7 separate regions of the Mus musculus genome follow, and all the other regions are linked to region 7. The links are chromatin contacts, called in public promoter capture Hi-C maps. All regions are on one chromosome and are shown on one strand. The core of a region is the stretch at or near the end of the contact, and the rest is flanking DNA. Distances in the headings are between cores, read along the strand shown. Region 1 holds the start of 1810063I02Rik (RIKEN cDNA 1810063I02 gene). Region 2 holds the start of 2310033P09Rik (RIKEN cDNA 2310033P09 gene). Region 3 holds the start of Zkscan17 (zinc finger with KRAB and SCAN domains 17). Region 4 holds the start of Iba57 (IBA57 homolog, iron-sulfur cluster assembly). Region 5 holds the start of Rnf187 (ring finger protein 187). Region 6 holds the start of H3f4 (H3.4 histone). Region 7 holds the start of Akap10 (A kinase (PRKA) anchor protein 10).

Region 1 (3,065 bases), core at 368-2,867, 2.0 Mb after region 7:
CTTCAGCCCTGTTCATGCAGGTTGGAGAGCTGCTCTTAGCTTGCTTCCCCCAGCCCTAGCTAGCTTCCTCATGGACATGTTAACTGGTAACCCACTTGCACTGGCTGGTTTTGTGTATCAACTTGTCACAAGCTGGAGTTATCACAAAGAAAGGAGCCTCCCTTGAGGAAATGCCTCTGTAAGGCCCAGCTATAAGGCATTTCCTCAATTAGTGATGAGGTAGTGTGAGGGCCCAGCCCATTGTGGGTGGTGCCATCCCTGGGCTGGTGGTCCTGGGTTCTATAAAAAAGCAAGCTGAGCAAGCCAGTAAGTAACATCCCTCCATGGCCTCTGCATCAGCTCCTGCTTCCTGACCTGCTTGAGTTCCAGTCCTGACTTCCTTTGGTGCTGAACAGCAATGTGTAAGTATAAGCTGAATAAACCCTTTCTTCTCAACTTGCTTCTTGGTCATGATGTTTGTGCAGGAATAGAAACCCTGACTAAGACACCACTTACAGATAAAGCTCAAAAACAGGTAAAATCCAGTTAGAGATTGCACCTGCAGGGCAGAGAGCCCCAGAGCCATTGGGTGCTGCCTTCTGGCTTCAAGTCTGAGTTCTGATTCCATGGGTATATTTGCTAACAGGCAGTGCTATGAATGTATATAAGATAATTAAATTTAAATCTGAGTTTAAAATTTTTTATTCATTTATTTAGTATGTGTTTGTGTGTGTGTGTGTGTTGTGTGTGTGTGTGTAGATCAGAGGACAGCCCATGAGAATTGGTTCTCTCCTTCTACCATGAAAGTGACAGGGATCAAGCAAATAACCATGCGTGGTAGCAGGTGTCTTTACCCACAGCAGCATCACACTGGCCCTGAGTTTGACATTTTTAAAAGGGCATGTGGAGTGGCTCACGGAAGATCTAGAGTCAGAGAGTTGAGGCCCAAGAGACACAGACAGGGTCCAGAACACCGTCCCCAATCATGGCTTGGACGGAGAAAGGGCTTGGGCTCCTGTTACTGTCAGGTGTTTTACTGAGGACCGGGTCCCCGCTCCTCACGCCAAGCTCAGGGCCGGTGTGCTTTGCTCCCTGGCCTTGGTGTAGACCTGTGACAGAGGTCAGGTGGGCTCCACGTGCTGAGCTTAAGACTCCCCAGCGCCCCAGAGAGAGGCCTGGGGAGAACTGGGAACATGGCCTTTGTTTCCAATCCCCAGAGATTCCAAGCTTTCGTCAGAGCTGAGGTTCATGGTTACGAGCCTTTTATTTTTTTAATCCTAGAAATGTTTCAAGGGGACCAACCAGCTCTCCTGTCCCATCAGCTTCTGTCAGTTCAAATCTCGGTCTCGGAGTCAGCATCCCACATCTCTGGCTCTGACCTCCTCCCTGTCAGGCACTGTGGTAACCATGGTCTGAAAGAAAAAAAACAACAACAACTTTTAAAGGTTTTTAAACTTTATTGTTAAAATAACTTAAAATAAATCAGCCACATACCCAAATTAACCAGACCCTGAGTTTAGACAACTCACAGCTGGCTGAATAGGTACTCAGGATGGAAGCTGTGCCGGCTGGTTTATGTCAACTGGACACAAGCTAGGATCGCCGGAAAGGAGGGAACCTCAGCTGAGAAAATGCCTCCGTAAGATCTGTGGGGCAGCTTCTTAATTGGTGATTAAAGTGGGAGGGTCCAGCCCGTTGTGGGTGGGGCCACCCCGTCAGGTGATCCTGGGTAGGGGAAAGCCAGTGAGCAGCACCTCTCCATGGTCTCTGCCTCAGCCTCTGCCTCCAGCTTCCTGCGCTGCTGGAGTTCCTGCCTTGGTTTCTCTCAGTGGGCTGTAATTCAAGATGTGTAAGCCAGACAAACCCTGTCCTCCCCAGCTTGGTCCCGGTGTTTCATCTCAGCAATTATAATCCTACCTAGGGACGCTGTGGGACTTCTCAGTGAACTTTATCTTTCACTATCAAATATACTTTAGGTGTTTGTTTATCCACTACCAAAACCAAAAGAATAAATCTTATGACGGAGTTAGAACTAGAAAAACAGATTTATATTCTCTCTCTTAGGTCGCATTCTTTCCTTGCATTCAGCCCTCCTTTCCCGTGGTGTTCAGCCTTTCTCGTTCTCTCTTCTCCATATCATACTGTACCGGCAGGCACGCTTGTTTGCATGTGTGTGTATAATATTTGCTAGATTCACCATATGAAGAGGACATGGGGCTTTTTCTTTCTGAGGCTGTGTGACCTCACTGGATATTATACATTTTAAGGCCATCTGTTTTCTTGCAAATTTTTATTTCACTTTTCTTTAGAGCTGAGCAATAATCCATTATATATAATACATGATATATTATATTCCATTACATATGTATATACACACACACACACACACACACACACACATATATGTTTCATTATTGGCTCCTCTGTTGATTCCAATTTTTTGCCATAGTGAATTAAACAGTAATTAACACAGTGGTGCACATATCTATAGGGTGGGTGTGGTTTGGTGGGTGTATACCCAGGAGTGGACTAGTTGGGTCACGTGCTAGTTCTGGTTTTATTTTTATTTTTTGAGACCTCTCTGCAGCGGTTTCCACGGGGCTGTATCAGTTTGCATCCTCAACAACAGTGAATTCTCTTCAATGGTGAATTAAGAGTTCCTGTTTCTCCACATCCTCTCCAACGTTTGTGGTCAGATTTATTGACAAACGCCATTTGGACTGGGGTTAGGTGGTACCTCAAAGTAGTTTTGATTGGCATTCCCTAATGGTGGGGGTATTGGATAATTTTAAAAATAGTAAATTGGCCATCTGTCTGTGTGTCTTTTTAAAAATCTGTCTATTCAGTTCATTTGTCCATTTGCTGGTTGGCAGTTTTATTCCCTTGGCGTTTAATCTCCACAGTTCTTTCTAAGTTCTGGACATTATCCCCTCTCTGAAGTGTACTGGGTACCGATTTTCTCCCCTTCTCTGGGCTGTCTGTTAACTGCTGACTGTGTCCTGTGCAGAGAACTGTCATTCTCCTGTTCCTATCAGTTGATGGTGGAGTTAGTTCCTGTGCTGCTGGTATTCTGTTTAAAACAGTCT
Region 2 (3,122 bases), core at 386-2,885, 2.7 Mb after region 7:
TGCTTTTCTTATGGCTCTCTGCACTGCAAGAAACAATACAAAGGATCCGAGCTTGAAGGACTCGTGTCTACTCGACTGTGGGGTAGTCTCACCCAGCAGGGAAAGGCAGACTAGAACAGGATCCATTGTGCACTGATAATATCTACATGTCGGGAGTTCATATTTATAAATGAGCTTATTAGGCTCCATGGCCACAAAGATGAGTGCTGGAATGCTGCCAACCTGGTGAGCCTCCTCTCTCCTTGGAGACAAGTTCTCATTATGCAGCCTTGTCTAGCTTGGAACTCACTATTTTACCTAGGTACAAAGTTGAGATGACACAAAAGTAGAAGTAACCAGACACACGTACCAGCTTGTGAGAACTCTGAGAGATCAGCCTGCTGTCTACCAAATGCTGGGATTAAAGAAAGTTGTGTGCCGCCCACCCCACAAGCACCTCCCACCAAACTGGCCAGTATCATGGTCCTGAGCGTCACCCTGCTGGGTCACCTATGGCAGCTACTGAGACTCCAGCCCAGAGATGGAGGTCCGCCTACTTCAGTCAAACTAAGAGAGCTAAGGCAGTCTGCCCCTTTATGCACAGGGAGGCAGACTCAACTTACTCCGGTTCGACCTTGTCCTCAGCGCGAGGCTTCTTCCTGGGAGCAGTTGGGGCAGTGCTTGGGCCTTCGCTGTCCACACGGTGGTGCTGTATGACATGAGTAGCCGTGGTGAGGAACACCCAGGGAATCCTGCCCCACATCTCAGACACCTCTAAACCCCAGGATCCTGTGCATTGGGCTTGACAGGGTTTACCGTGAACACTGACAGCCCAAGTTTGGCAGCCTCTTTGTCTTCTCGGGATAGCGCCACACGGCCCGCGGAGCCACTGCAGGGGACAGAGCATTTGAGGACAGTTCTCAATCACCGCCCAGGCCTACCCTGGACTCCCCAACTAGCCTAACCTGGCGCTGCCCAAGCCCAGGAGCCGGTCCACGCCCTTCTCCTCGGGGTCTCCTCCTTCCCGTTTGCAGATCTCCACGAAGTCCTGCGAAAGCAGGGTAAGATAGGAGGTTCTAGGCCGAGACAGACGGACCCCCCCACCCCCCCCCAACCACCCCGCGGACCTCGAACCCATATCTCAGACTCACCTCCTTGCTCAGGCCGGTGGGCTGTTTCCTCACGTTCTTGTAACCACTGCGAGCAAAGGTCAGGAATGCTCATCAAGGGTCTGGCCCCTCGGTCCCCTTCTTTCCTGTGCCCCGCCCACATCCAGCCCCGCCCCAGGGCCACCCAGATCCCGCCCTCGGGGCTTGCGGTCGCCCCGCAGACCAGGCACTTACAGTGCGGCCAGCAGCGCCTCACGCTCCGCCTCGCGCACGGCTGCCAGCTCTTCCTCACGGCTCGGGCCGGTACACGGCGCGCGGTCCTTCGCGTACCAGGTGAGGTCGCGGCCCTTCTGCCAGCGGCCTACTGGCGCCATCAGCGAGTTGCCCAAGTAGTTCTCCCTCTGCTTGTCAGTCTTCACGTCCTCCCAATTGAACTGGTCTTGTCCGCCACGCACGCCACCGCGATTGGAGCCGAACATGGCGCTGGAGCCACTGCACAGCCTTCAGTACCCGCGGTCTCTAGTCGGACTTCCCGCAGCACTCCGGACGCACGCCGTGACGTCACTCTCGCGCCCCCGCGCGCGCCTGCGCTCTCGCTAACGTGCCCGTGCGCCTGCGCACTGCGTATCCGAGGGCCTTATCAATCAAGATCCTCTTTCTAAAGGGCGTTCAGGGCTTCTCTGGCGCATCCTTCATCCTAGTGCCACGTGCGCCTGCGCAATAGCTCCTCAAAAAGGCGGCTGTGCTATCCCACCTGATAACTCTCGTGTGAAGGAATCTCGGTGGAAGGGGACACTACAAAACCTTAGTGACACCAGGAGGGGCCGGCCCCTTGCTTTCTGGAAAGCCAAGAATGCTAACTCCAAAGGTCCCGGGTCACTGTTGAAACTAAGTTAAATAATGGCAAACCTTCACGGAACAGAGGGACAGATAAAGTCACCAAAGAAACATGGATTCACTCTTCCATGCTCTGGGTGACAGAATATGCGTATGTGACATGAAAGCCAAAGCATCCCTAAACCAGAGCGATCTGTGTTCTCTGCAGGTGAAGCTTTACTGGGCAATTTACTGAGGCTGCGCCTCAAAATGAACAGAAACTGAGCTACATCTTAATGACAGATCACTTGCTTAACATGATGGTCTTGGGTTTCATCCCTAGTCTGAAAAAATACCCATCCTGGAACTCTCTAGCATCCCAAATAGACCAAGACAGCCTCATTTTTATGTCTTCATCCTGAACACGTTGAGTACCTGCCACAGCTTGTGAGGCTCTTGGTATGAGCCCTGAGGTCATGGCCTGGCTTTAGAGGACACAGTTGGGACAGATTCCTCAGAACAAGATCATACTCGGGATGAATGGATGGTCCCAAGGGGAGCTGCACAATAAAGTGGAAACGTATCCTTTATTTGCCTGATGTAATTGTCATTTCTGAAGCTTACCGCCTCTGTCTGCTAACCCAGGCCTTGTCCTGGAAGCTTCTAGCCTCCATACAATCTTATCTTGGCCTAGAATGTTTTCAACCTCTGAGACCTATTGCTGAATAAGCTCACCCTTTAATGCTCTTCTGAACTCTATCTAGCTGGGTGGTCAACTCAGCTATTCTGGCTCAGACTCCTCCACACTGAATGATTCAAATTGGCTTCTTCCAGCTTCCCCCGAATTGCTCTGCTTGGCCTCATACGACCTTTGGTATTATGTTCTAATCTCTGGCTCATTTTCTGGCTCGTTCTGTCTTCACCTGGCTAGTTTGTTCTTTCTCTGCAACCTGTCTCTGTACAATGGTCCCAGTAAACTGCCCTCTCCTATTCTTTCCCCTAAGTCACTTCTTTCCTCTCTGTTCTCATGAGAGATAGGCATATCCTATTCTGTCAAATCTCCCTGAGTCACTGGAAATCACTTTCAAACATGGGTGCTTCTTTCTAACTAAGTTTACCTTCATTGGGATTAAAGGTGTGTACTAAGGCTGAGGCACACAATTAGAAATGTTTTTTTCCAGTAAACAACAAAATCTGCAACAATAAGGGAGCATCGGT
Region 3 (3,255 bases), core at 417-2,916, 2.4 Mb after region 7:
TTGTTACAGAGTGAAATGCCTTTCTGTGGCTGCCCCAGGGCCCCATCACCTCAACTCCTTCATTTCAAAGACCACCTTTGCCAGGATGCCTGACACACCTGACTCCTCAATACAGCATGGTAACAACTCTCAGGCTCTGCTCAGAACTCAGTCCTGAGGTTGCTGTTCTGATTCAGTTTCCCCGTGGCTCCACTGACCAGAGCTCTGCTCACTATTCGCCCTTCCGATGGTCAGTGGGGTGCACAGATGCGCCCAGGATCTGGATGGGAGTGGCAAACTGCAGCTGTCTTGCAGACTCTCAGTACATATTCCCTGAATAGCCTCACAATGAAGCAGACAGCATCAGTCTCCTGTATGAGGGAGGTACCTGAAGCACAGAGAGGTCACGCAGGCCTTAGATCACCTGACTGCGCCTTGATGGGTGTGATTTAACACAGGTGCTCCGATTCCAGTCTATTAGTCCCTATTCCAGGTTCTATGCAGAAGAAACACAGAAAGAAGGCATATTAGGAGTCATTGGCGGCTTCTGAACAGCGAGAGGGGACCTAAATCCTGAGAGTTGTGAGCTCAGGGGGAGAAACTAAAGGGAAAGTGTTTGTGGGGGGAGAAAAATCCCATGTATCAGCCACCTCCTGGCGCTGCATTTTACCTGCGTGAGGGCTCCAATAAGTGCGCCTCTGAGGAATCCAAGTATTGAGCAGCCACCAGGCAGGAGCCTAAACAGCAGCCCTTCGGGATACACAACTGGACTAATCACTAGGCTTGACTCCCCAACGGGGTCTTTGGTCATTCCAGGCTGTGCTTCCTGGCTGGTGTTTTTGAAAAGGGATTGGCATGGATTTGTAAGTCTAGGTGGCTCCTATTGCTCTCTGTGAGCCTTAAGTCCCAGCCTTGGGTGACCCTTGCTTGCTCAGCGTTCTTCTGCACTTGGGGAACAATCATCCACTTGACTCACCTCCTAATGTCCCAAAACCTCGACCCTTAACTCCATACCTACTAGTCGGAAGAGATTGTCCCAGTCCCAATTATTAGAAGGAAACGGAAGCACGAAGTCTGCCGGTGGTGGGGTGTCTCTATCAAACCACCTTCTTTAAGGGTGACTTCCTACCATGTACCTTCGAAAGAGAACCAGAAAGGGGAAAAAAAATCAGCACAGTAGCTCACTTCTAGGCAGATTTTTCTTTGCTTCCTCCCTTTGACAGTCCGGCTCCATTGTCCAGCCCGAGGGAACTGAGGGAGGATTTGGACTCTACTCAACACAGGGTAGATGAGGCAGGAATAGGTTCCAATGCCCTAGTTCTTGGTCACCTCTCACTCTCCGTGACTTAAGTCACTCTGTCCTGTGTTTATGCATTAAGCCAGCGACAAGCTCCCCAACTCATACTCTCAGGATTGGCAACCTTCTCTCTCCGTACTCACCAGGACTATCCTGGTGCTCAGAGGGACCCAGAGTGCTACAGTCTTCCTTAAACAGAGAAATCGTAGATCATCTCCATGCCACGAAGCCGCGGGCCGCTGCTTCGGCGAGCACCGTGGATCGCTGGGTCTGCATTTCTCCAGTCCTACCGATTTGGGTGGCTCTGGCAGCGTTGGCTTTGAAATGGAATTGCGGCTGGAAGGGATTGGGGCACAACAGCACACACGGGATGCAAATGGTCACTGGGAGATCCCCTTACACCTCATCCCTCCTCCTCCCAATTCTGGCATTTCGCCAGCGCCGCCAGACCAGCCCTTCCCTGCGCCCACACAAGAGGAGCAGAGAAGAGCAAAGCCCCAAGCCGGCCTCCCTGGCTGGTGGCCGCGCGAACTGGCCCCCAGCGCCCGGGTCCCGCCGGGGCGCGCGCGCGCATCCCGAGCCCGCTAGGAAGGCCCACAAAGCTAAAGCCCGGGCCCCGGGCCCAGGCCGGGAGAGCACGGAGCGGGGCGGGGCGGGGCGGTCCAGGCGGGCCGGGGGTGTCGGATGTCACCCCCCCGCGTACACCTCGGCCAGGAGGCGGGGAAGCGAACCACTGAGATGAGGAGACCTCCTCGGTCCTAGAGCGGTGCAGGAAGTGTCCCAGGGGAGGGAGCCGGAGGGCTCCGGCCTTTCCTTTCCGCGGCGGCCCGGCCTACGCGGCCCGCCAACCGGGACGCTGCGCAGCGGTGAGTATACTGTGGCCCGGCTTCCCATGCCCCGCTGTCTGAACCCGGAACCCGCTCCCCACTTCCCGCGCTCTGATCCCCAGCCCGCGCCTGGGTCCTGCTCCCTGTTCTCCTCTTCCCGCGTCCGGGCCCAGATCCCTGCTCCCAGAGCCGCGTCCTCATAGGTGCCCTCGGGGATGAAGCAATACAATTCTCTTCCAGGCGTCTCCCTTCGCTCCCAAGCCCAGCTGATGCATTCTAGAGGATCCCGAGACAGGGTTGGCCTGGCCAGGGACCGAGTCTGGCCCATGCATTGGAGCCGCCTCTGCCAAAACACCAGAGAGACCGAGCTGGAAGGTGAGGATCTGCTCGCCTGCTGTCCCGGGCTTCGAAGGAAAGAGCCAGCAAATCTGAAAGAGTGGAAGCGACAGAAACCCCATAGTTCTCCTGGCCTAAAACACCCTCCTCTTCCTCCTCCTCCTGCTCTTCATTCCTTCCCTGGGATCCTGCGCCTTCAATAACTGCTTTGGGCAAGCCCCGCCCCTGCGGGAGCCCTCCCCTCCCTAACGGTAGTTCATTCATAAAGCTTCCGCTCCCGAGGCTCCTGCGCGCCAGGTGCCAGAGTGACAAAGAGGCACACGCTTGTCTGGCCTAGGGCTCTTTGAGAGCAGTCCCCCAGCAGAACCGGGTGCTGAGGGTGGGACCCTGGACACACTATCCTAAGTGTAGACCTGAGCCATTCAGGGCCCAGCAGGTGGGAGACAGTGGGCGGAGGAAGCAGGAGAGAGCGGGCGGGGCCCGGATTGGGTTCTTAATACGGGAGTAAGACGTGAGAGTAGTCGAGGTTCACAGCCTGTTGCTTTCAGAAGCTCGCGTCGGGTGTCTGCCTTTACTTCGGCAATCAGAGGAATACAGAAAAGTTGAGGTTCCAGGTTGTTATTCGGTTGCTTGGTGGCTTTCTGGTATCGCTTGTCTTCCAGCAAAGTGGTGCTGCCCCGCTGGGAGTCTCTTCCAGGTGAGGGTGTAAAGGGCCAGGCAGTGAGCGGCCCTGCCTGGGCTTTTCCGGAATCCCGAGAGCCCAACTCGGTGACTCCGTTTACCTTTTCTCCGAGTGTTCCAAAGTGTGGGTCAAGT
Region 4 (3,253 bases), core at 508-3,007, 2.8 Mb after region 7:
AAGCCAGATCTTATGGAGGCATTTTCTTAATTGCGGTTCCTTCCTCTCAGATGACTTTAGCCTGTGTCAAGTTGACATAAAAGAACTATGCAACACATCTACTTTCTTTGTAGGTTTTTCTCTCAACTGTTAATTTTCTTCTCCCCTTCCCACAAGATAGGGCTTATTTGTGTATCCCTGACTGTCTTGATACTAGCTCTGTAGACTAGCCAGGGCTTACAGAGACCTGCCTGCCTCTGCCCAGCCAATGCTGGTGTTAAAGGCATGCGCCACTACCAAGCTCCAAGTCCATTTCGAAATTCTTTTGTTAATAAGACTAAGAACACACAAAAGGAACTCCAGTTTCCCTGGTAGCAATATGATCCAGTATGCCCCAAAGACCCAAGAACAGGGACTCAAAGAGACATCCGTGTAGTTGTTTTCATAGCAACACTTTTCCTGGCTCCAAGAATTGGAGACCTCCCAAGTACCCGTTGCCAGCTCAGCACATAGGGAAAGGTAGGCATTACCGTAATAAAAAAATTTTTTTTCGATACAGGATTTCTCTGTATAGCCCTGGCTGTCCTGGAACTCACTCTGTAGACCAGGCTGGCCTCAAACTCAGAAATCCACCTGCCTCTGTCTCCCAAGTGCTGGGATTAAAGGTGTGTGCCACCATGCCCAGCTATAAAATACAATTCTTAAAAAGGGAAGGGAATTCTGATACGTGCTATACTGAGGATGGGTGCTCCATGAAGAGAGCCAGGTGCAAGAGGACAGGCACTGGTTCTCAGAGGCTTCCAACCCACAAGGGCAGAAAGCCAACTGTGGGCACCAGCGGCTGAGTGTGTGTTCTGGGAGGAGTCAACGTTCTGGAGTTGGATGATTGGGAGATAAAAAGTTCTGGAGTTGGATGATAGTGAGGGCTGCGCAGCCGTTTGAACAATGCCGATATAAATGCACTAAAAGTGGTCTCGCTGGCTGGCTTTCATCAACTTGCCACAAGCCTAGCGATATCTGGGAAGATTCAGAAAACGCCTCCATAAGCTTGGCCTCTAAACAGGTCTTGGCTTATATCACATCAATGACTGATGTGAGAGGGCCCAGCTCACTGTGGACAGGTGCTCCTGGGTCGTATCAAAAAGCAGGCTGGACAAGCCATCAGAAGCTGGCCGGTAAGAGCCCTCTTCCAGGGCTTCTGCTTCAGTTCCTGCCCTGAGTTCTCTCTGTAAGTGGGTGTGACCTGAGAGTTTTCAAATGAAGTGAACCCCTTTTCTTCCCAAGTTGCTTTTGGTCATGTTTAGTATAGCAATAACAAAGTAACAGTGGTGAAGATAATACATTTTATACTGTTCGTATTTAACCGTGAACAAGGAAATGCCTAACTTTTTTCCTCCTTTTTTTCTGGGCAGTACTGGGGATGGGAACCATGGCTTCCTGCCTGCTAGGAAATGCTCTACCACTGAGCTATCTATCTTCAACTTTTTATTCGGAGACAGGATATTCATTTTAAGTTGCACAGGCAGGTCTTGAACACGCATCCTCCTGCCTCTGCCCCCCGAGAGGCTGGCTGGGATTGCACACCAGGACCGAGGTAAGATGGCAGATTTCATGTTTACTTATTTACCACGACCACAAGCGGTTTGACCAGGAGCCAACTAAGGAAAGGGTCACCGGGTGGCTCTAGCCTTGGTGTTTATCTGGGCTTGCGCACCCATCCACTGGCTGAGGTCCCGCCCACTTTCCCCCCCACGCACGCGCGTCGCCAGCCGCCGCCGCCGCCGCCGCCGCCCGGGGCCGCTGTGGTGCCCGCCTTCACTTAGCGCCCAAGATGGCAGCGGTGGCGCTGCTTCGGGGCGCGGCTGTGGGGCGCAGAAGCCCAGCTTGGCACTGGCGGCTGAGCGGGACCGCGAGTCACTGCCTAGCCCGTGGCTTTGGCCTTCTTGGCAGCAACCCCGCGGACGGTGTGGCCTGGACTTGCTTCCGGCTGGACGGGCGCGCCTTAGTGCGCGTGCGCGGCCCGGACGCTGCACCCTTCCTGTTGGGACTATCGACCAATGAGCTGCCGCTTTCGGGGCCTCCGACCGGCGCGGCTCAGCCCTCTGCGCGTGCGGCGTATGCCCATTTCCTGAATGTGCAGGGACGCACGCTCTATGACGTCATTCTGTATGGGTGAGCTTGGGCGGGGCAGCAGGGCGGGGCAGTAGGGTCGTTAGAGTGCTGAGGGAGCAGACCTCCAGAATCCCAGGAAGGATGTCCAGGATAAGATTTCTAGGGAATACTGGCTAGACACCCTTGGGAAGAGGCATAATTAGATTATTCTGGAAATGACTTTCTGAGGACAATCTAGACTTAGGGAAGGGGTCACCTAGAGGCGGATGTCCCATGGAAGGCATCCAGGTTGCGCTAGTTACTTGCACAGAGCGTTGTGCCTGGGACCCCAACCAGTCAAGTCAGAAGCTTCTGGAGTTATTTTCAAGATGGGTGCTTCAGCTTTGTCCCTCCCTCCTCACTTCTTAGAAAGATTTCGCTGGTTCGTGGGACTTTATTCAAAAAGCCACTCTCTGCACAGCCTCTCCACAGTGACAGATTGTCCCAGTGTTCTGAGAATCCAGTTTTTCCCTTATTTCTGGTTCCTCTTTGCAGTGCCAGCTGTTTGCCTGTATGGTCTCATTATCTATACAGCAGACCTGACTGTGACTGTAAATAGTGTTTGCTGGCCAGTCTGGGCAGGGCCTGCGTCTATAGCATTGAGTCTTCAGCTGCTCACCTTTATAGGATCTAAGTCGTGAAGTCTCAGCATTGTCTAGTAGGCATGTGAAGACCCGCCCTCCCTATCCTGTCCCTGAGCTGTCCCTTGACTCCTACCAAAGTCCAGGCCTGGCTGCCTGTCTCAGCTACCCGGTGTCTTTCCAAGTTGGTTTTTGGTGAGCCTCTTCAGTAGCCCCTAGATGCTCATTGGGAGTATATGGGGAATCCTCATATCTGGAGAACAGTTCCTGAACCCCTGAGGGTAGCTATTCCAGGATGAGAGTGGTGGATGAGAATTGACAGCCATGGCACCACTATCCAGTAGTTGTCTGCATTCTGTGGGGGGAAATCTAGAGTGCCTGTCTCCAGGTGCTGAAAGGCCACAGTGATGTGCTTCCTAGAGATCCTTTTCCCACATTACTTCGCTTAGTGAATCTCTGAATCTAGAACTGTGTCAGCAAATGACAACCCATGGGCCAGACCCACTGTGATGCTTTGGCATATAGAGTTCTGTGTGAACCCT
Region 5 (3,119 bases), core at 257-2,756, 3.0 Mb after region 7:
GCTATATCTGTTGAAGAGGTTGGCTCTAAACCCCCAAGGATACCACAATTTAAGGACACTCCAATCCCTCAGATAAAATGTTTCTCTTACACACATCACATCTCTCTCTCTCTCTCTTACACACACACACACACATACACAATTCTCTTTCACTCACAGACACAGACACACAGACACACACTTTTATTTATTTATTTATTTATTTATTTATTTATTTATTTATTTATTTTTGAGACAGGGTCTTACTATATAGCTTTGATTGGCCTGAAACTCACTGTGTAGACAAACTGGCCTGGAACTCACTGAGAACTGCCAGCTCTAATTCCTAAGTGCTGTGATTAAAAGCATGTATCATTATACCCAGCTAAAACATCATAATATTTACATGCATCTTTCTATGTAATATTTTTTTCCTAGATGACTTATGATACTTAACAGGATGTGAATACTGTGCAAATCTTCATTCTATTGTCTAGGAAATAATGACCAGAAAAGGGCTGTATAGCTTTAGTACAGATGTGGCTGCTGCCATAGTGTTTGGAGCATATAAATGGCAACATCACTGTCTTAGTTAGGGTTTCATTACTGTGAAGAGACACCATGACCAGTGTAACTCTTATAAAGAACATTTAACTGGGGCTGGCTTACATGTTTAGAGGTTCAGTCCATTATCAAGGCAGGAAGCATGACAGCATCCAGGCAGACAAGGCTCTGGAGAAGGAACTGAGAGTTCTACATCCTGATCCAAGGCAGTCAAAAGACTGTTTCCCGCAGCTAAGAGTGAGGTCTCAAAGCCCACGGCCACAGTGACACACTTCCTCTAACAAGACCACACCTCCTAATAGTGCCACTCCCTGGGCCAAGCATATTCAAACCACCACAGTCACATTTACAGTTATATCCGCAATCTCAGTCTGAAGAGTCACACATTGCAGATAGCTGACTACAGCTGTATTAACACAATATTCTTTAGAGTGCTTTCCTGCAAAACGTGCTGCTGTTCTGTGTGCACAGTGAGACTCCCTGACTTCATTTTATGTCGCTATCTTAATTTGGTCATACTCCTGGTTGACTACACAGGCATCTGCCTACCTAGCCAGTTTTATCCTGCTTCAGGGCTGAAGGTATAGCGATAAGTCACCCTGGAAAAGCCTTTCCTGACAGACCACCTCCCAAATTATCTGTGGGAGATGGGCAATTATTCATGATGTTGGGGCAGTACCCTGCAGGATGAGTAATCTTATAGGACACAGGGAGTATCTTTGTAAGGATCTGGGTTTGGAGCCCGCGACTGACACCATCAGGACAAAGGTCGTGAGCTGCTACGGGAACCAGTGTGGAAGAGAGCTCAGCTGCTCAATCATGGGCAGGGCGATGAGCGAATACCAGAACCTGAAATGAGAGCGCACAGCTGCAAGGACCTGGATGGAGGAATGCGCAGCTGCCAGGACCTGGACGTCAGAGCGCACGGCAGCCAGGACCCCGCCCCGCGCGCGCGCGTGCCCGGCGTTGGCGCAGTCTGGGTCTGAGTCGTAGGCTGAGGCTCGTCGGCCTTGATCTCCGGCCGGTCCTCGGCCCTTCTGCGCCCTCTCCGCCCGCGCCCTCGTCGGCGCCGCCGCCCGCAGCCCTGGCGCTCCCCGCGGGCCCAGCTGATGCCATCTGCGCCCTGTGTCAGCGCGCGCCCCGCGAACCGGTGCGCGCCGACTGCGGCCACCGTTTCTGCCGGGCGTGCGTGGTGCGCTTCTGGGCCGAGGAGGACGGGCCCTTCCCGTGCCCGGAGTGTGCCGATGACTGCTGGCAGCGCGCCGTAGAGCCCAGCCGCCCTCCGCTCAGCCGCCGCCTCCTGGCTCTCGAGGAGGCGGCCGCGGCGCCGGCGCGCGATGGCCCTGCCAGCGAGGCCGCGCTGCAGCTGCTCTGTCGCGCCGACGGGGATCCGCTGTGCTCCGCCTGCCGCATGGCCGCTGGCCCGGAGCCGCCGGAGTGGGAACCGCGCTGGAGGAAGGCCCTGCGCGGCAAGGTGCGCGAGGGGCCCCTGCACACTGTCCACCTTTGTGGCTTACCTGGAGTCAGGCATTCGATCAGTGTGCTGACCTCCTCTTCCCTCTCCCGCATCCCATGGGTGCCCAGCACCCTCCCTTCCCCGGGGACCCTGCCATGCTAGGGGCTCTTGGATCCTGGAGTCCGTGATTCTGCCTTCCTTCATCTCTATTATCTGTCTCCCGGACCCTGCTATGTCCCTCGAGCTATTATCTCTAGCGCATGCTCCTCCGTCCCCCTTTCATCCCAGGTCTCTGGCCTAGCTGTGCCTTATCTCTATACAACCTTAAGACTTCTATTTTTCTCGAATTCCCCTCAAGTCCCGATCCCATTCCTCAAGGCCTCTTGCTCCTATCCCGGTGTGATTTCATCGGTGCAAGCCCCGCCCATCCACTTGCTTATGGAGACCTGAGAGTGGTCTTTGGTCTACCAGTTACCATTTGCAGCCCTCTGAGGGGCTGTCGGTCCACCTCATTCAGGAACCTTCTCTGCTATACTCTCTTGGTCATTGCACGTAGCACCTGCCACCGGGCAGAAACCGACTATTAGACTCTGTGTGAAGATGGGTTGCAGGGATCTAGATAGAGTATCATCCCTGACCCAGAGAGAGATGTCTGAATAGCCAGGTAGGAAAGCCGTGGTCTCCGCCCGACAGGAGAGAAAATCGTAGCTTAGCGTGTTTGAGGGTGCTGTTATCCTTATGTTCTGCAATGATGCACCATGAGCCTCTGGAATAAGTTGTGAAGAACACTTTTGAGGTGGAGGCCTGTGGTTACATCCAGGTCCCAAACTGAGGTAGATACACTCTGTCAGAACATACTGCTGGGGTTGTCCTATGGTTTGTCGTCCCCTTACTAAGACAGCAATCTCCACAAAGACCAAGCAGGACACAGAGAAGTCAGGAAAGTCACTGTCTTAAATCAAGCTGACACTAAAGGGGACCTACCTAAAATCCTGGAATCACACAGCTGACCTTGAATTGCCTGCTGTACACCTAGTTCTGAAGAGGTAGAAGCACAGGAGACCCTTTTACGAAACAACCACTTTCCAGCAGAGACCGGACGAGTAGTTCCAGTCGCCAG
Region 6 (3,306 bases), core at 269-2,768, 3.0 Mb after region 7:
TCTTCAGTTGCATACTTATATTATATGCACACCCTAGGAGTAATTTATGTATTTAACATTGGCATTAATGAGTGATTCCACTACAAAGGAGAGGTAAAGTTTTCTGTGTTAACCTCACAGGCTTATTCAGGCTATTCCCCTCAGCCCTCCACTAATGCAGTTCAGTTAACCATCTCGGGTTCCTCCCAGTTTGATTTCTGATCAAGCCGGTTAGTCTCCATGCCGGTCATCTCTGAACACCACCCTTTTTGTATGGCTCAGAAGTCATACAGTACTGGACAGTATGAAAAACCAAGGCTCAGAGAATTAAACTCCAGCGCAAAACATCCTTTTGATAAGAGAGGTTCCTATTGCTTACAACTCAGGTTGAGTCAAGACAACAGCTAGACTTTCGTACCCTACAGGAATCGTTTAAGACAGGATTCTCTGGATGTGTCCCCTGGAAATATGTAAGTTAACACTTTCCTGACTCTTTTGCTGCCGCCGTTAACAGATGGGCAAAATTAACTTTAATCAAAGGCAGTTCACTGGGCTTTCCATCAGGAGAAAGGCCAACTTTTCAAGTACAGGAATAGCTAGCCTTTTTAATACCAGGCATTATGAGCCTTAAAACACAAAACATAAGTAACTTGGTTACTGAGCAGATGCGTTTGGATACTATCAACTATGCAAACATAGCACGTTTACTGCCGGTAGGAGCTACCTTCACTTGGTAAAACCAGTCAGCAACACAACCATCATCTTGTAGTACAAGGGCTCAGGCCACTATACCTATCAAGGGAAGGCAGGTTAGAATAGGACGGAGCTGCAAGTCAAATAGCTCAATGGGCAAGGATTAGCTGCTAAGCCCTCTAGACTGATCTGGGGAGACACTTCGATTGCCGGCCACCTTGTCTTCACCTCCTGAGGAGACAGGACACCTAAGTCTACGTTACAGACACTTTTTCTGACTCTGTGGGTGGCTCTGAAAAGAGCCGTTGGGTTCATGAGCGGTGCCTGTGGGAGCCTAAGCCCGTTCTCCGCGGATGCGCCGAGCCAACTGGATGTCTTTGGGCATGATGGTCACCCGCTTGGCGTGGATAGCGCACAGGTTCGTGTCTTCGAACAGCCCCACGAGGTACGACTCGCAGGCCTCCTGCAGCGCCATCACCGCGGAGCTCTGGAAGCGCAGGTCGGTCTTGAAGTCCTGGGCGATCTCACGCACCAAGCGCTGGAATGGCAACTTGCGAATCAGCAGCTCGGTGGACTTCTGGTAGCGCCGGATCTCGCGCAGCGCCACCGTGCCAGGGTGGTAGCGGTGCGGCTTCTTCACGCCCCCGGTGGCCGGGGCGCTCTTGCGGGCCACCTTCGTGGCTAGCTGCTTGCGCGGAGCCTTGCCTCCCGTCGACTTCCGTGCCGTCTGCTTGGTGCGTGCCATCTTCCTGAATCGTCCGCCTCCCTTGCTCCTCAGGTGCACAATGTGGGGGGCGAGTAGCACTGCTTTTATAGACCCAGCTACATTCCTATTGGCTGCCCACCAGGTGGCATTATGGGATGCTGCACTCTGATTGGTCCATTGGGGGATTGACTTTACACCCTGCCTCTTATATTCTCTCTGAGTGGTGTGGACTCTGGAACTGTTAGTTGCGGCTCGGTAGGAGGGCAGCGGGGTCTGTGGAAAAAACTCAAGTCGCTTTCTTGGAGCTTTTATTGTTGTTGTTAAATAAAAAAACAAAACAATCTTGCCTCGACTCCCAAGACACAAAGAACCTTCTAGAACCTTTCTGCATGCTTCCTTTATATAACAACGAGGCATAGTTTTCCTGAGTTCTGGAATACTAAAAAAACATCCACCTGGTCTGAGGACGCCCCTGGGGGCGAGGGCTGGAGGTAGCTCAGCAGTTAAGCTTAATTCCAGGACTCGGGAGGCAAAGGATGGTGGATATCTGTGTGTTTGAGGTTAGCCAGGGCTACATAGTATTAACACTATTTTTTAAAAATAGGGAGGGGTAGAGATGGAAAAAAATAAAGAGAAAAACGAAAAGAAATTGTGTCGTTTGCTGGAACAATGGAAAGAACTCAAGATCACAGTGTTAAGTAAGCTGGATCCAGGCAGGAAGAAAAGCATGGCATGGGTTCTCTAGCATGTGGAAGCTAGATTAAAAAAAAAAAAAAAAAAAAAGCATAAAAATGGGGTCGGGGTGGTATTTATAGAGAGAAAGGGACCAGAGGGAAGAGGAAAAAAAGGGGAGAGCTGGTGTGTGTGTGTGTGTGTGTGTGTGTGTGTGTGTGTGTGTGTGTGTGAAGTTATCAAAATGAAACCCATTACTAAGCACAGTTAACGTACGTTAATTAAAAAAAAAAAAAAACTAGAAGATATGACTCAAAGAACAGTAGTCCATGCTTATAACTTCAGTACTCGGTAGCTGAATCAGAAGGATAATAATTTTGAGGCTTAGAGTACACTGAAATGACGCTTTATCAAACAAAATAAAACATCTTTAGATCTGAAAGAAAATTAGGAAAAAAAAAAAAAAAAGGATTTCTGAAGCAAAGGCTTTCAAGGATAACATGGGCTGTATTCAAGGATTCCCCCAAAGGTCACAATCAGGGTATCAAACAATAGTAATAATGATTATTTAGATCACGTCAGAGGATGAGAAATGTCGTCCACATAATTTCAAAAAACGTGAGTCCAGAAAAGGATAGAAATCAAACTGTGGTGCATCTTTACGGATTTGGTTAAAAAATAGAACTCACTGACAATCATGGTGTTTTGCTTCCAAACGTGTATGTGTAGTTTAAACTGACGCCGGTGAACGCCAAAGCGGGGAATCCCGAGCCCGTGCCTGCGGTGTGCGGTCGCGGGTAGGCGCTACGCCAACCGGAGGACGTGGGTCGTCCATTGGTGGTGCCCAGGAACCGGGACGTCCCGGCCCGCGCCACTCTCTAGTGCCAGCTTATGGATACAGTGACAGGGAAAATAGCTTCACGTTCAGAAAGAACCGAAACTCTTGCCTCTGGGAATGTACGACCCTGTGAGACATCGGCGACACACACAGGGCTTGAAATTCTGAGGGAGCCAGGGAGGAAGGAGCTGTCCATCTTGCACCTCACACAGCCAATTGGATCAGTCAGAGCTTTTGGACTGACCAATCAGAAAACGCCCCCGAGCATGCCCATGCTCCGGAGCCGGAGAGGGCAAAGCGCGTCGCTTCTCCAGCACCCAAGGCCGAGGTGCCCATCAGAGGACGCGGGAAACCTTCTCTACACCCCGGTGCTCACGCTCCCACACTCCCGCACCCCCAAACCTCGGCAAGGCCAGAC
Region 7 (2,892 bases), core at 247-2,746:
TCTAGAAATCCTAATGGAGCCAGAGCCCTCCCCTCAACCCCATTGACTTTTTGCTCATTTAAGGGATTTTTCTCACTCATTCGTCTGGTGTTCCTCCTGCCCTGATCAGCTAACCAATAGTTAACAAATACAAAACAGTCTCTGCCAAGACTGGAACTCCAGAAGGGAAAGGCAAAGGAATAATGTAAGACACACCACCCATTCTGCCTAAGAACAGAGTAGATACTCTAACTGTGGATCCTTTGCAAGTGTTGTCTGTGCTCCTAATTGCTAAGCCATCGTTCAACGCCTTGTTTTGTTTTTATCTGTTTGAGACACAGTCTCACCTTGGCCTAAAATTCCCTAAGTAAATCAAGCTGACCTGGGACTCAGTGATCCACTGGCTTCTTTCTGCCTTCCAAGTGTGTTAAAGGCTTTCACCACCAGAGCACCTCCCCTGGCTTGCCTTAATATTCTTAGGCAAGGAAAGGTTTTCAAGGGTGGGCAGTGGGTGGGAATAGGGGAGGGGTATGCCCAGAGTGTAATATTCATTTCCAAATCATCTCAGACCTCCACACCATTACCTCACATGGGGCAACCACAGCCCTGCTCTCCTTTTCAGTTCCTGCCCAGCGTGACCTTGAAAGCTGGCCTAGTTTCCTCCATACCAAGAGCAAGTTTAAAGACTGTTACTAACCTGGAGGGTTTAGTATGGTATCTGTGCACGATGTTATAAATAAGTTTAGCTATGATGGTTTTTCATCATTTAGCAAACAGGCTTGGAAACAAAACTAGCAAACTTATTAACCTGCTCTAATAATATGGTTAAGACTCCAGGCTTTACTTAGTTCCTGTTTTAACACACCGAATAATCAGGCAAGTTGCCGCTTCTGCACTTGTTTTTCCTTCTGTCTCAGGTAGACTTTGCTGATCCAACATAAAAATCAGCAACTGTGTGCATCACGAGTTCCTGGTTCGCTTTTGACAGTAGTTGTAGCTATAGTGGCCATCCATCCAGGGCGCTAAAGGTGGGTAAGCTTTAAGAAAGCCAGAAGATTTATAGGAAGGTGGCTTTCGAATAAGAACGGAAGAAATAGCCCTCTGTTGAGGCTCAGGTTGCTGGCTCTTTCTGTTTTGAGCATCTGTAGGGATTTCATCTGAAAATGAGCCTACCACTCTTTTTCTCCTTCCTTCCTGAGGTCACTTTGAGGGAGGGAGCTTCGGGAGCTACATAAGAGCAGCTCCTCGTCCTGCAGGCTCGCCTGCATCCCCCGGGGACCTGGCAGGGTAAAGCTGCCAAGCAGCCTGCGGCATTTAGCAAGATTCCGCGAAAAGGCTGCGCAGCAGTGCTGGCGGGGGCTTCCCGAAGAGGAGGAGGTTCAGCAAAGAGACGCTGTCATCCGAAGCCTCCAGGGGGAAGGGCTCGCGGACTCGAGGACGCCAGGTCACGTGGGCTGAGCGGGCGCGCGCCCCGGCCCCGCGGGAGGAGGTGCGCAGGAGGAGGCGGGGCCGGGGCCTCCCGTGAAGCCCCGCGCGCGGACGGACCGGAACTCTAAGCGGGTGGCTTGTTGATAACATGGCGGCAGCAGCTGCCGGGGCATCCCGAGGTGGCGGCAGCGCCCACACCCGGAAGAAGGGGCTGTTTTCGGACTAGTGCAGCGGCTCCTGCGGCCCCGGAAGTCCCGGCCAGCTGCTGAATGAGGGGAGCCGGGCCCTCCCCGCGACACTCCCCCCGCGCCCTCCGCCCCGACCCGGGCCCCGCCATGTCCTTCTTCCGGCGGAAAGGTAGCCGAGGGGTCGCCGGCGGGGGGTGAGCCGGGTCTCGGGCAGCGGTGGGGCAGCAAACCTGCAAGGGTTTTGTCAGGGCGGCCGCGAGGCTCTCGATGAGCCGCTCGGCCTCGGCGCCGACACCCGCGGTGCAGTGTGCTGCCCGGGACTCCGCAGGGAAGAAGGTGGCCTCCTCAAGCGAGGTCGAGGGGCATTGTCGCTTTGGGCCAAAAGTGTCTGCTTAAACCCATAGAAATTAACACCTGTTGGCTAAAGAAAAGGTTTTCCTGGTGTGTTTGGTTTCTGGAGGTTTGTATGTGTGTGTGATCCACGCGCGCACTGTGGATGAAGATCAAGGAAATCCCTTTACTTATAGGAAGTCTTGACTTTTCCGAATATTGGGGGGGGGGGGTTATACCTAAAACCACGTGCAACTGTTATTTCTTCAACTAGCGCTATTTTCTAGTTTCCTCTTTTGGGGGCGGGGGTGGAGAGCGGAAGGGGGCCCACTGTTATTCCTAAAATAAAATTTCTTACTACTGAAGTTCCGTATTCAGAAGACTACTGCTTTTGATGATTGAGCAACTTTACTAATTATTGAGACCGTTGCTGCTACTATAAACGAACTACTTAGATTTCGGATGTCCAGTTGTAAAAGCTTACTTAGTTTTTAAAGTAGAGGCAAGGTGATTTTGATCCTGGAAAGGGTTATGGTATTTCATTAAATATACATACACAAATTGATCAATCAAATCTCTTTAGGTGGAGGTGGTTGTATCTCTTCATTCTTACTGAGAAGATGTATCAGACAGACTTTTTTTTTTTTAAACATAACACCAAATCAGACTTGTATTCACGTGATAGCTTTTTCATAAACTCTGTAACCCGAAACAGCCGGTTAACCCACTTTTTTTCCAGCTGAGAATCAGATGATTCCTAAAGGCCTCATAGGACTGAGGCTGTCTGTTGATGCTAGGTGAGGGAATGAATGAAACTGGTAAATAATAGGAAGCTTTATCAGTAAAGTGTCTTAATATCTCTGGAGTTGTTAATGTACCTAGGTTGACAGTGTTGTGGTGCTTGTTTTTTAAGGGGGGGAATGCATTCTAAGTATGGGACTAATTCAAGTTGAACAACAGACTTCTG

What was found. Promoter capture Hi-C pulls out the DNA fragments that hold promoters and counts their contacts.
Region 1: a promoter capture Hi-C map of liver shows a contact between it and region 7, with 3 times the contacts expected there. The contact joins the promoter of 1810063I02Rik here to the promoter of Akap10 in region 7. A contact is called at or near these places in 2 of 39 promoter capture datasets (both in liver), 9 of 484 Hi-C or Micro-C datasets (the C2C12 cell line, embryonic stem cells, primordial germ cells and 4 more), 2 of 115 datasets of contacts at active chromatin or transcription factors (astrocytes and embryonic stem cells) and 1 of 9 other capture datasets (liver).
Region 2: a contact with region 7 is called in a promoter capture Hi-C map of pre-B cells, with 4 times the contacts expected there. The contact joins the promoter of 2310033P09Rik here to the promoter of Akap10 in region 7. A contact is called at or near these places in 2 of 39 promoter capture datasets (liver and pre-B cells).
Region 3: a contact with region 7 is called in a promoter capture Hi-C map of pre-B cells, with 5 times the contacts expected there. The contact joins the promoter of Zkscan17 here to the promoter of Akap10 in region 7. A contact is called at or near these places in 2 of 39 promoter capture datasets (liver and pre-B cells).
Region 4: a promoter capture Hi-C map of liver shows a contact between it and region 7, with 6 times the contacts expected there. The contact joins the promoter of Iba57 here to the promoter of Akap10 in region 7. A contact is called at or near these places in 5 of 39 promoter capture datasets (the C10 cell line, hippocampal neurons, liver and 1 more).
Region 5: a promoter capture Hi-C map of liver shows a contact between it and region 7, with 2.9 times the contacts expected there. The contact joins the promoter of Rnf187 here to the promoter of Akap10 in region 7. A contact is called at or near these places in 3 of 39 promoter capture datasets (hippocampal neurons, liver and pre-B cells).
Region 6: a promoter capture Hi-C map of liver shows a contact between it and region 7, with 6 times the contacts expected there. The contact joins the promoter of H3f4 here to the promoter of Akap10 in region 7. A contact is called at or near these places in 3 of 39 promoter capture datasets (the C10 cell line, liver and pre-B cells).

Annotation. Positions count from the first base shown.
Region 1 is chr11:59,920,051-59,923,115 of GRCm38.p6, reverse strand. It overlaps 1810063I02Rik (RIKEN cDNA 1810063I02 gene), which reads right to left and starts at 1,617. Exons shown (of 2, transcript NR_130986.1): 1 at 1,509-1,617; 2 at 1,227-1,391.
Region 2 is chr11:59,206,874-59,209,995 of GRCm38.p6, reverse strand. It overlaps 2310033P09Rik (RIKEN cDNA 2310033P09 gene), which reads right to left and starts at 1,635. Exons shown (of 7, transcript NM_024210.2): 1 at 1,323-1,635; 2 at 1,131-1,176; 3 at 945-1,027; 4 at 796-868; 5 at 603-688; 6 at 1-23. The coding sequence starts at 1,567.
Region 3 is chr11:59,505,051-59,508,305 of GRCm38.p6, reverse strand. Zkscan17 (zinc finger with KRAB and SCAN domains 17) reads left to right here and starts at 1,666. Exons shown (of 10, transcript NM_172941.4): 1 at 1,666-2,142; 2 at 2,344-2,478. It overlaps 4933439C10Rik (RIKEN cDNA 4933439C10 gene), which reads right to left and starts at 2,653. Exons shown (of 5, transcript NR_015585.3): 1 at 1,420-2,653; 2 at 994-1,115; 3 at 368-475.
Region 4 is chr11:59,162,249-59,165,501 of GRCm38.p6, reverse strand. Iba57 (IBA57 homolog, iron-sulfur cluster assembly) reads left to right here and starts at 1,757. Exons shown (of 3, transcript NM_173785.6): 1 at 1,757-2,151. The coding sequence starts at 1,811.
Region 5 is chr11:58,937,293-58,940,411 of GRCm38.p6, reverse strand. It overlaps Rnf187 (ring finger protein 187), which reads left to right and starts at 1,506. Exons shown (of 4, transcript NM_022423.2): 1 at 1,506-2,017. The coding sequence starts at 1,628.
Region 6 is chr11:58,959,923-58,963,228 of GRCm38.p6, reverse strand. H3f4 (H3.4 histone) reads right to left here and starts at 1,518. Exons shown (of 1, transcript NM_001318003.2): 1 at 956-1,518. The coding sequence starts at 1,417. The coding sequence ends at 1,007. It also overlaps a transcript of Trim17 not described here.
Region 7 is chr11:61,928,861-61,931,752 of GRCm38.p6, reverse strand. It overlaps Akap10 (A kinase (PRKA) anchor protein 10), which reads left to right and starts at 1,496. Exons shown (of 15, transcript NM_019921.3): 1 at 1,496-1,764. The coding sequence starts at 1,677.